Regions from separate parts of the Mus musculus genome. Here region 1 is linked to region 2. Evidence: chromatin contacts called from public promoter capture Hi-C data. All regions are on one chromosome and are shown on one strand. The core of a region is the stretch at or near the end of the contact, and the rest is flanking DNA. Distances in the headings are between cores, read along the strand shown. Region 1 holds the start of Morrbid (myeloid RNA regulator of BCL2L11 induced cell death). Region 2 holds the start of Mall (mal, T cell differentiation protein-like).

What was found. Capture Hi-C pulls out chosen DNA fragments and counts their contacts.
Region 1: a contact with region 2 is called in a promoter capture Hi-C map of adipose tissue, with 6 times the contacts expected there. The contact joins the promoter of Morrbid here to the promoter of Mall in region 2. A contact is called at or near these places in 2 of 39 promoter capture datasets (hippocampal neurons and liver), 1 of 115 datasets of contacts at active chromatin or transcription factors (pancreatic cancer cells) and 2 of 9 other capture datasets (adipose tissue and embryonic stem cells).

The regions. Positions count from the first base shown.
Region 1 is chr2:128,426,191-128,431,972 of GRCm38.p6, reverse strand. It overlaps Morrbid (myeloid RNA regulator of BCL2L11 induced cell death), which reads left to right and starts at 2,622. Exons shown (of 3, transcript NR_028589.1): 1 at 2,622-2,879. It overlaps Gm36154 (a long non-coding RNA gene), which reads left to right. Exons shown (of 3, transcript XR_374969.3): 3 at 155-1,176.
Region 2 is chr2:127,727,453-127,732,723 of GRCm38.p6, reverse strand. Mall (mal, T cell differentiation protein-like) reads left to right here and starts at 2,827. Exons shown (of 4, transcript NM_145532.3): 1 at 2,827-2,968. The coding sequence starts at 2,858.

The DNA.
Region 1 (5,782 bases), core at 1,373-3,872, 700 kb before region 2:
CCTTGGAGTCCTGGCCAGTCAGCCTCTTCTGCCTTCTTGAAACCTCCAGCCCTTGGCTGTGAGCCCTGGCTTTCTTGGTTCTCCTCCAGGCTCACTGGCCAAGGGTCCAAACCGCCTTGCTCATCTTTCATCTCTATGTGTCTCTCCCCTCCAGGCCGGGCCTTTAGATCACCACCTCTGAAATCTTCAACACAAACCTACTCCTGGCATTTAAAGTCTACCAACATCTTTATAAGCATCTCCACGTGACATCTGATAGGCAAAGCCAAACAGCAGCGGAAACGGAGCCGGTGTTCTTGATGTCTTCCTCACTTGGACTGTCTCCTCCCTCAACTCCCTCAACCTTCCTCCTCTTAGCAGGTGGCACCACTCTGCTCCTCAACCCTAAAGTCCAAGAGTTCTGTTGGAGTAATCTGTACCTACCACTGGGCTACCCAACCCATCCCACACCTCTGACTGCACACATTGCTTGGATTCCATCACCCTCATCAGACCCAAAGTGGAGGTGACCAGACTCCCATGTGCTCTGCTTTTAGCAAGTGTTATCCTTGGAAAATTCCAATCAGACCCCTCCACTCTCATATAATCCAGCCTGTCTCATGCTATCTTATTCCAGCAGGCACAGCAGCCCAGCCCCTTCCTTGCCTCCTTCCCCAGCCCCAGGCCTGTCTCAGCAGCCCACTCATCTCAATGGCTTTGACTTTATTAGCAATTTTTCACACTGACCACATCATGATCTCGAGTTCGTCCTGTGTGCTTATTTTCTGTCCTATCCCTTGAGAATACAAGCTTCCTGAGCACAGGGGACCTTCCCTCCCGACCCCACCCCCTGCTGTTTCCCAAGGCTCAGCATCAGAGCCTGGCATCTGGACCACATTTGTTGAGTCTGTGAATGACTGAACTCCACACTTCCTGTCCTTTGCTCTCAGTACGCTGCCATTGTCTTCACTACTGTCCGCATTGTTAAATAACCGTTTGTGGTCGTGCATTTTATTCATAGGCTCTGAATTTTAACAAGAGGTTACCTCTTTAGTGTGCAAGTCGTCTCTTTGAGCCTAGACTTTTGGTTGTGGCCCGTGACTCAAATACTATACTGGTAGGAAAACTTTCAACAGCAAACCACACACATTGTCAGAGGCCAGCTTTGACCTGCTCAGTGGTATAAGAGAACAGAGACACTCACCACAGTTACAGACCCTGGAGTTAGCTTTTCATTTTCATACAGAGGAAGGAACTACCATTGTCTGGATTTTGCAAATGGGCCAAGTATATCGGTCTTTTAATGATAACCAGTTATGGTTTGTATTGAAAAGCCCTCCCCTCATATATTTTGCTGTTCTCGGAAGTCTGGGCAGACTGTGCTAGATAGCCTGCTCAAACAACACGATGTCCTGGAGGAGCTGGACTGGTGTTTGGAGGCTTTAGAGGACAATGTACTTGCAAGCTGTTGCCAAGGCCAAATCCTCCGTCTCCTTAGGACTGAACATTCTCAACCTTCCTAGCCCTGCTACTCCTTTAATAAGCTCCTCATGTTGTGGGGAGCCCCAACTGGAGATTATTTCCATTGCTACTTCATAACTGGAGTTTTGCTACTGTTATGAATTATAATATAAATATCTGTGATTTCCAATGGTCTTGGTTGTCCCCTGGGAAAGGGTCATTTGACCCTCAGAGGGGTCTTGACCTATGAATGGATGAGTTTCTTCCCTTGCCCCTGTACCCCCAAATTCTCTCTCCTCCCTGCCTATACTGTTAGCTTTTCCCTAACCTGTTTAAGAGACTCTCTGGCACACATATCTGCTCTTACGTATGCTGTGTTAAGATTCTCTGATATACTGAAATGTACGTTTCAAAAGTGAAACCTCTGCTTTTTTTTTTTTTTTTTTTTTTTTTTTTTGGACAGTGCTGACTTTTGGGGGCAGGGAGGGGTGGGCAAAGATATCAACAATCACAGCAACCCTACCTGGCCTCACCAGAGGCTGCTCAGTGGTACATGGGTTCCGCTTTCTCTGGAGTACTTCTCATAGTTCAAAAAAGCTTGAAGCTGCGGAAGACAGCCCCGCCCTCTGCATCATTCAAAAGAAAACTCAGACATAGAGGCGGGCTCTTGGTTCTTGCATGGAAACGTTCAGGATTCTTTCAAAGTTAGAGAACCATAACTTTGTTTTTTACTCCTTGGTTCTTTTATTCATGTGATTTAGCCTAGCAAGACTAAGTCACACATGCTAACAGCCAGCTCAGAATAGATATAATGATTTTAGATCAAAACTCTGTGCAGAAAAAAAAAAATCATGGACTGAAATAGGGGATATCAGGGCCAAGCAAACTCAGATGCCTTAAGGAAATAGCAAAAATGGGTTCTTCCCTCTTCTGTGGACGGCCAGCGTGTTACAGCACCCGTGTGCATGTGAGATCTCTGCCTTTTATTTTCAGTTACCCCCAAGTCTCCTAACCAAAGCGTCTCCTCCCTGATGAGGGTGATCACTGGCTACAAGCCTGGGGCTTCCACACCCAAGGTCTGGGAAGCTGCTCTTTCCGGAAGGGTGGTAGAGACCCTGGGAACCAGACCAGGCGGGCTCACAAAGTATGAAGAGAATGTCGGGAGAGGAAGTGGTGGCTCTGAGTCAGCACGAGTCATCTGGTTCCAGTGACAATGAAGACTGAGGTGTCTGCTTTGCAGTTTTTTTTTTTCTTTTCTTGTCTTTTTTTTTTTTTTTCCTAATCATGTGGACATCTCTGAGAATGAGGGGACTGGGTGACTTTGCAGTGTCTGCTTTCTAAGTTTCAAAGTGACTTTCCAGGCAAGCTGCGCATATCTTGGGATCTTCACAGCACAGTGGCTGGGAAGGCAGGCGGACCCGTCTATCAGCTTCTCCCTGGTGAGTACTCTCAGTCAAAGATGTTTTCCGTGCACCTCTGAGCTGTGACAGCTGCTGTGTTCTGGGGTAGACACTGCTTCTCCCAGACTTTGAAGGTTTTGTGAGGTCAGAAAAGTGGCTCCCTCTGCCTCCAGCCCACCTGTTGTGTCTGTTGCGGGACTCTTGGAGGAAGTTTCTGAGCTGTGCCTTGTGGATGGTGGCTGTGTGTTATGCTGTCTCAGAGGAGAGCGTGAGGCTTGCCTGGGAAGGAAGCCACCACGGATTCCTAGCTAGAAGCTAAAGTGAAGGTCAGAGACGGAGGTGGGTGAGTTTGTGTTAACTGGGCACTGAGGTTGAACTAGTTTCCGCTCCTAAGAAGCAGAAGGAAGAGCCAACCCCGGGGGCAGCTTCTGGTCTCTGACTCAGGCAGCCAGGCCTGAGCTGTCCAGCTTCAGGGCAAGAAGTATGGCAGCGAGGCAGAATTTTGTCTTTTCTCTGAACACGCTACATCCCGTGCTTCCCTTTAACGCTCCAGGTGGAAAATGTGTTCAAAAGCAGAAAGAAAAGCCACAGGCTAGGGACCAGGAAGGGCATGGTGGAAGATGGGGGAAGGGAGTGGGCTGAGTTACTGCTATTCTTACAAACATCTTTACTGTCAAATAAACAGTTACAGTAACTGCTGTGCCACTTTTAAAGCAAATCTAAAAAGCGGTCATTTGCTTAAAAAGCTGCATAGCAGGCTGCAGGGAAGACAGGAGCCTGTTCTGAGCAACTCACTGGGGCGTGTGGGGCTTCCCGGGTTAAGAATGAGTCAGCAACCTAACTGAATGAGCCCTGAGAGCAGCTCCATTCACTCTGAGCGTAACAGGAGTTTGCCGGCTCGGGTCTTTGCATGATATCAGCATTGCCTGGCCCTCTGTGAAGAGGATAGTCACACACGTTCAGCTTTCTCCTGGAATGTACCTGAGAGGTCTCTTGGCTGTCTCCTTGTCAGGAATACTGTGTTCGGCTTCTTCAGCATGCCTGGGCTGATGACAATCATTTTGGGTCCTGCCCCTGACCGAGCACAGAGTTTGTTAAACGAACTCTGGGGTGCAGGAAGGACCAGGGTAGTCTAGAGCCGCAGTCGCACCCCACCCTTTGAAATAGTTCACACCCTTATGATTGGGAGAATCGGGTGAGACATGAATTTTGAAGCTGGCTTCCACAAGAGGCAGGCACTAACTTGGCTTAAATAAATCAGAGTGCAAGCTTCAGAGAAAGAAAGCCTCCAAATACCTTTGAGAAGAATTCCTATCCTAGAGCAGTTCTATACACGGAACCCAAGGAGTCGCCAAAGGCTTCACAGGTCAACACAGGGTTTGAATCTTTTCCTGGCTAGTTCTGTGGCTCTGCCTGAAGATTGTTTATCTGTGTTTAGATAACTGTGGGTGGGTCCCAGCTCTCTGGGGCCACACCCTGAAGCCACAAAACTTGGATAGCAAGATTAAGATTGGATTAGAAGGGAGGCCAGTGGGCCCCAGGTCCTGCTGACCCACTTCTGGAGACCTTGGACTTCTAGATCATTGTTCATCTACCCCCGCGCAAGGGGCCCAAGGAGTTAGCACCTGCCAGGAATTCAGGAAAGGGCCTGGATGGAGGCAGGACTCCAGTATCTTACCTCTCCCTGGTCCACTTAGTTTCCAGTCCTCTGAAGGCACATAGTTTGCATGTTTGTAGTTGGCCACAGGACTTTTACAGAAAGTGATTGACAAGCCAGAGGTAGCCAATAGAGAGAGCCCATCATTCCTAGTTGGTTTGGTGCTCTTGGTAAGTAAGCTGTCCAAGTAACCAGAGAAATGCCACGTCATGGGATCAAGAATTGTGGCACAGTATGTCTGTGGGCTGAGCACACTTACATGGGTTCCCATGTCGTCACATATATGCAGGTCACAGCAGTGAGCCTATCGCTGGGTTTTGTGTCTTCAAACCTCATGTGAGGATTGCTGGATTATGGCTTGGTGGTGTTGTGTTTTGTTTTAGGCATTGATTTTGATCCGTCATATAGAGGTCAGGCAGTCATGTGGATTCTGACAGCCAATGGCCTCTTACCATAAGAAATAGCAGGGATGGACTGACGGGTCTCTTAAGTAATTAGAAGAGAGTTATTGAACAAGGCAGGAAAAAGACTAAGGACAAGTGTGAAAACGGGTGCCCGAAACCACAGTTTGTGCATTGAGGGGGTGGCTCCATGGTAAGTAAAGAGCGTGACGTGCAAGCAGCAGGACCTGAGTTCAGACTACCAGGACCCAGGGAAAGATGTACACGGTTACCTTTGTAACCTAGCACTGTGACAAACAGAAAGTGCTTCAGACTTGATGACAGTGGAAGTTGCCCAGAATCCTGCTGTCATGGTAGGCTCAACCTGGGACTAACCTGGGACTTGTGGCCCTGTCTCCTCTTGTCTTCATCATCATGGGATATCTGCCCTGAGACATTTTGTGCAGAGGTCTCCACAGCACAAACTCTGTCTGCTTCTGGTGGAAGTGCTGTGAGAGCTTGAAGGTCCTGCCTGGTGTCCTGCCTTCCTCACTGTGGAGGAAGAGTGAGACTCTTATGACTGTGAACCTTGGGAAGACCTTGGGGTATATACCAGTTGCCAGGAGATACTGTCACCAGGACAGGTATGTCCTCAGAGATGTCACCAGCCTCTTGCATCTGTTCTGGGCTCCCTAGCCCTGTGGTATTTCATCAAGAATGGATACTGTCCTTGAAACAAGGTCTCTTTGAGGTCTCAATCTATAGCAGGCTCTGCACTCACCAGGGTCATGCTTATTAGGCAAATGGAGACTGCTTCTTGGTCCTCTCAGGAAACTGGGTTTTAGCTGTCATTATCACTCTAACCTTCCTCATCCTCCCCATCTCCCTCCCCATCCCCCTCCTCC
Region 2 (5,271 bases), core at 1,578-4,077:
TGACGTGTGTGCTACAAAGGGCAGGGCTGGAGAAGTGACCCAAGCCCTTGGAGGAGCCCAGAAGATCGTGAGTTGGATCCCAGACATTGGACGGTTGGAGATTGACTTTTGCTTTTGATTGTGGCTGTGCCCTGATATTTTCCCTCTTGAAGGAAGAAACTGTTTTAGTGGAGCCCACAGTTAAGAGACTTTTAATTGTAAAAAGACTTTGTATTTTAAAAGAGATGGATATTCTAAAGAGATTGAAATTTTAAGAGTATGTAAAGACTGTGACACTTTTAAAGTTATTTAGATCTTGGGGATGAATAAGAATGTAAGGGTTGAGGCTTACTAGTGGTGTGTTTGTGTGTCAAGTTGACAAGGGGTCAATTGTACTGGCTAGTTTTGTGTCAACTTGACACAGCTGGGGTTATCACAGAGAAAGGAGCTTCAGTTGAGGAAATGCCTCTATGATATCCAACTGTAAGGCATTTTCTCAATTAGTGATCAAGGGGGAAAGGCCCCTTGTGGGTGGGACCATCTCTGGGCTGGTAGTCTTGGGTTCTATAAGAGAGCAGGCTGAGCAAGCCAGGTGAAGCAAGCCAGTAAAGAACATCCCTCCATGGCCTCTGCATCAGCTCCTGCTCCCTGACCTGCTTGAGTTCCAGTCCTGACTTCCTTTGGTGATGAACAGCAGCATGGAAGTGTAAGCCGAATAAACCCTTTCCTCCCCAACTTGCTTCTTGGTCATGATGTTTGTGCAGGAATAGAAACCCTGACTAAGACAATAGCCATGCTCCAAGAAGTGAGGGGAAATCAGTCTATTTGCAACCAAAAGAAGACAAACCATTTCAACCACGAGACAGATGGTGCAAATGAGAATTGAGGTAAATTTTAGAGAGATAAACTACTCTAAAATGGCAAACCTTCGTGTACTCACACACACACACACACACACACACACATACACACTCACTCACACACACATACACCCTAACAGTAGGTGAAATTAAAATATGTAAAAAAAAATTCCACTTTAGATAGACTACAGAAACCTTATTTTTATAGGGTCTCTTTACTTCTCTCTTGCCCCATATGGCGGTCCTTGTATTAGATATATATAAACTAAAAATATTACCCAATAGCACTATGATTTTTGCTCTCAACCATAGTAATACTTTGCCCATATTTTTATCATCCACGATACTATTGCTTCATTTCGACTGCCACAAGCTCCTGACTGGTAGAAATTTTCTTTGCTGGAACTTGCGTGTGTGAGCACAGCATACTGTGAATTCACAGTATGTGAATATGTGTATATACAGATGTGTGCTCTATCATGCTCTGACATAATCCCTTGAGACGGGATCTCTCAGTGAATCAGGAGTGAGGCTAGCATCCAAAAAGAGCACCAGTGATGATCTGTGTCTCTGTGTCACTAGAACGTGTTTAGAAGCTGCTCTAGGAAGTACAGTGTGCATAGTTAACGTCACAGTCTACTCAGAATTGATACTTTCCAGGCCAGTGAGATGGCTTATCAGGTAAAGGCACCGTCCCTCAAGCCTGGTGGCTGGGCTCAATCCCTGGAACCTGTGTGTACCTCTTACCCTGCCCCATCTTCCCTGACGCCCCATGTAGATTATGGTCACATCCAAGGGGGCCACAGCCCCAAAGAGAGACATAGCACTTGTGTGTGACATTCAGAAAAGGTGGGTGGCTTTGGATCCATTCTGTCAGCAGTGTGGGGGCCTGAGCTTGTGAACTATACGCTCTAGGACTTGGAAAAGGTTGAGGACAGGCTGTCTGGAAGCTTGCTGGGAAGATCTTTGCCTTTCCCTGCAATGCCTTGGCTTCAAGCTTCATGTATCCAGACTCTGCTGGCTGCTCCAGACCAGGCAGAGCGAACCAGCTACTCCTCCCACCTTGCCCAGGACAGGCCCTGGAATTCCCTGCTGTTGCTAAGGAACAAGACACAGGGCTCTTGTGCAGGACATCCCCCAGTCCTTGGGACAACTCTTCCATGCCTCCTCTCCTACTCCTGAGGAGGCTTTTCAACTGGCCTGCTGGAGCCGAAGAGGGGAGGAAGAAGGCTCTGGGGCGCCAGGCCTTCCCTCAGGGCGGTGGGAAAACAAACCAAGGTTAGTGGGTTGTTAAAGAAGAAGGTGGCCCAGTCTCCAGCCCTGCCTGGCGTTGTGTGAAAGGAAGAGCTTTGGGTCTGGAAGCACAGCCAAGCAGCCAGCCCCAGGCTCTAAGCAGGAAGGAACTGCCTGGTCCCAACCCTGTGTCCTAGCTGGACTAGAACGACAGTGAGAGGAGGACCCAAGAGGGACTCAGAGTACCTGAGGAGGGAGGTGAAAACCAGGCTGCTCCAATCCTTCATTTAGACTCTGAGGACAAAAGCAGATGCTGCTTTTGTGACCACTCTGTGACCTTAACTGGAAAGGTACAACAAAGCCACGTGGTGGTGGTCTATCTGAACTTCAGAAGTGTCTGAAGGTGGCTAACCACACAGTAGGTCCTCAGTAAACAATCTTTATCTTAGCAAAAGAGCCCTTGCTTACACTCTGAGCATAGAGATCACCAGGAGCATACATACAAAGCTGTTCCTTTCATCTCTTCTGGAGTCCTTTGCTCCAGCATTCAAAGTTCCTTAGCAGGGAAAGTCTAGAAAGACCCTCTGCGAGGCTGGTCCTGTCCCCTCTCCTGGCTAGCACAGTGCACAGAAGGGCCCCCGCTCTACTGGAACCTTTCTTTTCCCCTCCCAGGCGACGTCCCTCCGACCGATGGGTGTGTCTGTCTGTCGGGCGGGAGGTGATTCTTGAACAGCTGCGGGCGCAGGCGAGTGCTACGGAGTAAAGACGCCAGCAGAGGTGACAGCATGGCCTCCCGGGACACACCGCCGGCCACCAGCTACGCCCCGCCTGACGTGCCCTCGGGGGTCGCCGCCTTGTTCCTCACCATCCCCTTTGCCTTCTTCCTACCGGAGCTGGTGAGTTGACTGCCCCCACCTGCGGGGAGGGAGGGGCAGACCCGGCAGGGAACCTCGCTGGCAGTTAACTTCAGGCTCCCTCTTTCCCTGTGGGTTTCCCAGGCTGGGTTCCTCTAGAGCAAGTTTTCCTCTTTCCCAAAGGATGAGGAGCTAATCCCCAGGCCACTTTCTTGCTGGAGGGGTCCAGCCACCTTCTAGACTATCCAGACCTCTAAGAAACTTCTACTGCCTGGTTTCTTTCCCCCTAGCTGTTTGTACTTTACTAAAGTTCAAAGAACTAGGGGTCTCTCTAAAGGGCCTTCTGAAAGAAGGTCTCCCAGTATTTTCTCAAATCACATCAGCTGACTTTGAACTTTGATTTACGTGTGTTCCCTGCCGAAGGGAGCTCATGACAGCATCGTCCATAAAACAATCTGAACCGCCCAGGTGACTCTGGGAAACTTGTTGCTGCCCGACTCTGGGACACGGCAGAGCAGAACTAGGCGCTGAACCCTGCCAGCACTCGGCAATGCATTCAGTATTTCCTCAGCTGGCTCCTGCTACTATCCACCTCCCCTACTCCCTGCCACGCCTCCTGTAATATCTAGTTTGTGGGTGAAATTTTCTTCCTAGCCCTGAATTTGACCATGCTGCCTCTGGGCGGGGAGGAAGACTTGGAGTAGGACAGGTTACATAAAATGGGTGTGGCCAACGCTTTCCCTTCTGGTCTTCATGGAAGGTTAGGTCCCATTGAGTGACCTTTAGGCAAATTGCTTAAACAACAGCCATTCTTGGGAAGCGTCCTTGTGGGTCCCACAGGTGGGTGGCCTTGATAGAGACTCCACCTAAGAGGCAGGTTTCTTCTAGCACCAGTCCCCCACAAACGTGGGCATCCAGCCAAGCTGATCAGATCCTGAGCTGTGTGCCAGGCCCTGGGTGTGGGCCTCACTTTGGAACAGTCGCATGGGTGACAGGATGGCTCTGCCACATTCTATTGAGCTTGCCAGTCACGCAAATCATCATCAGAGGAGTGGCTACCTCCCAGGGGTCTCTGTGGCTGGAGAGAGGTTTGGGGGCATTTTTTAGAATGCAGCACACTGTCCTGGCCAGAGGAGGGAGGGGTCTAGGCCTGTCACTCCCTGGAAGAAGGCTGGATTCCTGAGGCAGGAGAGCAGCCAGGTAGAGAGTTGTCACTAGAGGTGCTGACAGTTGTCCCCTGCAGTTGGATTCCTGGAAAAGTACTTTCATGGTGTCCTGGGACTTTGAGGGGATGAGGTCATTGTCATTGATTTGATTTTCTTGACTTATTTTTAAATAGTTTTAGATTTCTCCTAAAGCCATAGCGGCAGCATAGGAAGTCTGCTCCTCACTCGGAACCCCACAGGGCTCTCCAAACCAGGAAGTTAAAGTTAGCACTCTGCCATTGACCATTGTTGTTCTATTTGCTCATTTCCCCACTAATATCCTTTCCCTAGCCCAGGAGCCAGGTCAAAACTCCTGATTGTGTTGGCTGTCCTTTCCCCTTCAGTCAGGGGCGGTTCCTCTGCCTCCATCTTGGTATTTTGGAGAAAGCACTGGCCGGCCGGCTGTGACAGACCCTTGTTGCAGTTAGCCCTGTCTGTGTTTGCTCGCTGTAACTCTAGTTTTCATTTGGAAGTCATCTTCATTCATTGATGAAAACTTAGAAAATGCAGAATTGTGTTCACAGACGGAGCACATGCATCATCTGTGTGTGTGTGTGTGTGTGTGTGTGTGTGTGTGTGTGTGTGCATATGCAAGTGAGGGGGGGTCTGTGTGCATGGGTGAGTCTGTGTGTGAACATGTGTGTGAGTGTGTGTGTGAGTGTGTGTGTATGTATGAATGTATCTGAGTGTGTGTGTGTGTGTGTAAAATATCTGTATCTGAGTGTGTGTGTTGAGTGCATTATTCTGCACATGCTTCTTGTACCTGCTATGAGCATGCATAGAAGAACTCCAGGATAATGTGTGTGCCTGTATGGAGCATGGGAAAGGAAGGGAAAAGATCAGATTTTGATGTCATGGGCAGAAGAAGCTGGGAAGCTGTTCTGGGTGCTGAATCAGTTTGTCCCAGGCCCTTCTTTGGCTCTGCTGCTCTGATGTCTTCTCCCTCCACTGTCCACTGGGGCAGTGTAAAAGCACCATGCCTCCAGGGACCCCTGACCCTTAGCCCTCTGGTCTGAGACAAAAGTCTGTATAGAAGGCATTAGAAAGCAGGGAGACCAGGACACTTGTGCAGAGCACAGAAAGCAGAGCCCAAGTACTAGGATGCAGTGATTCTTCAGTAGGGTGACATAGACACATGGT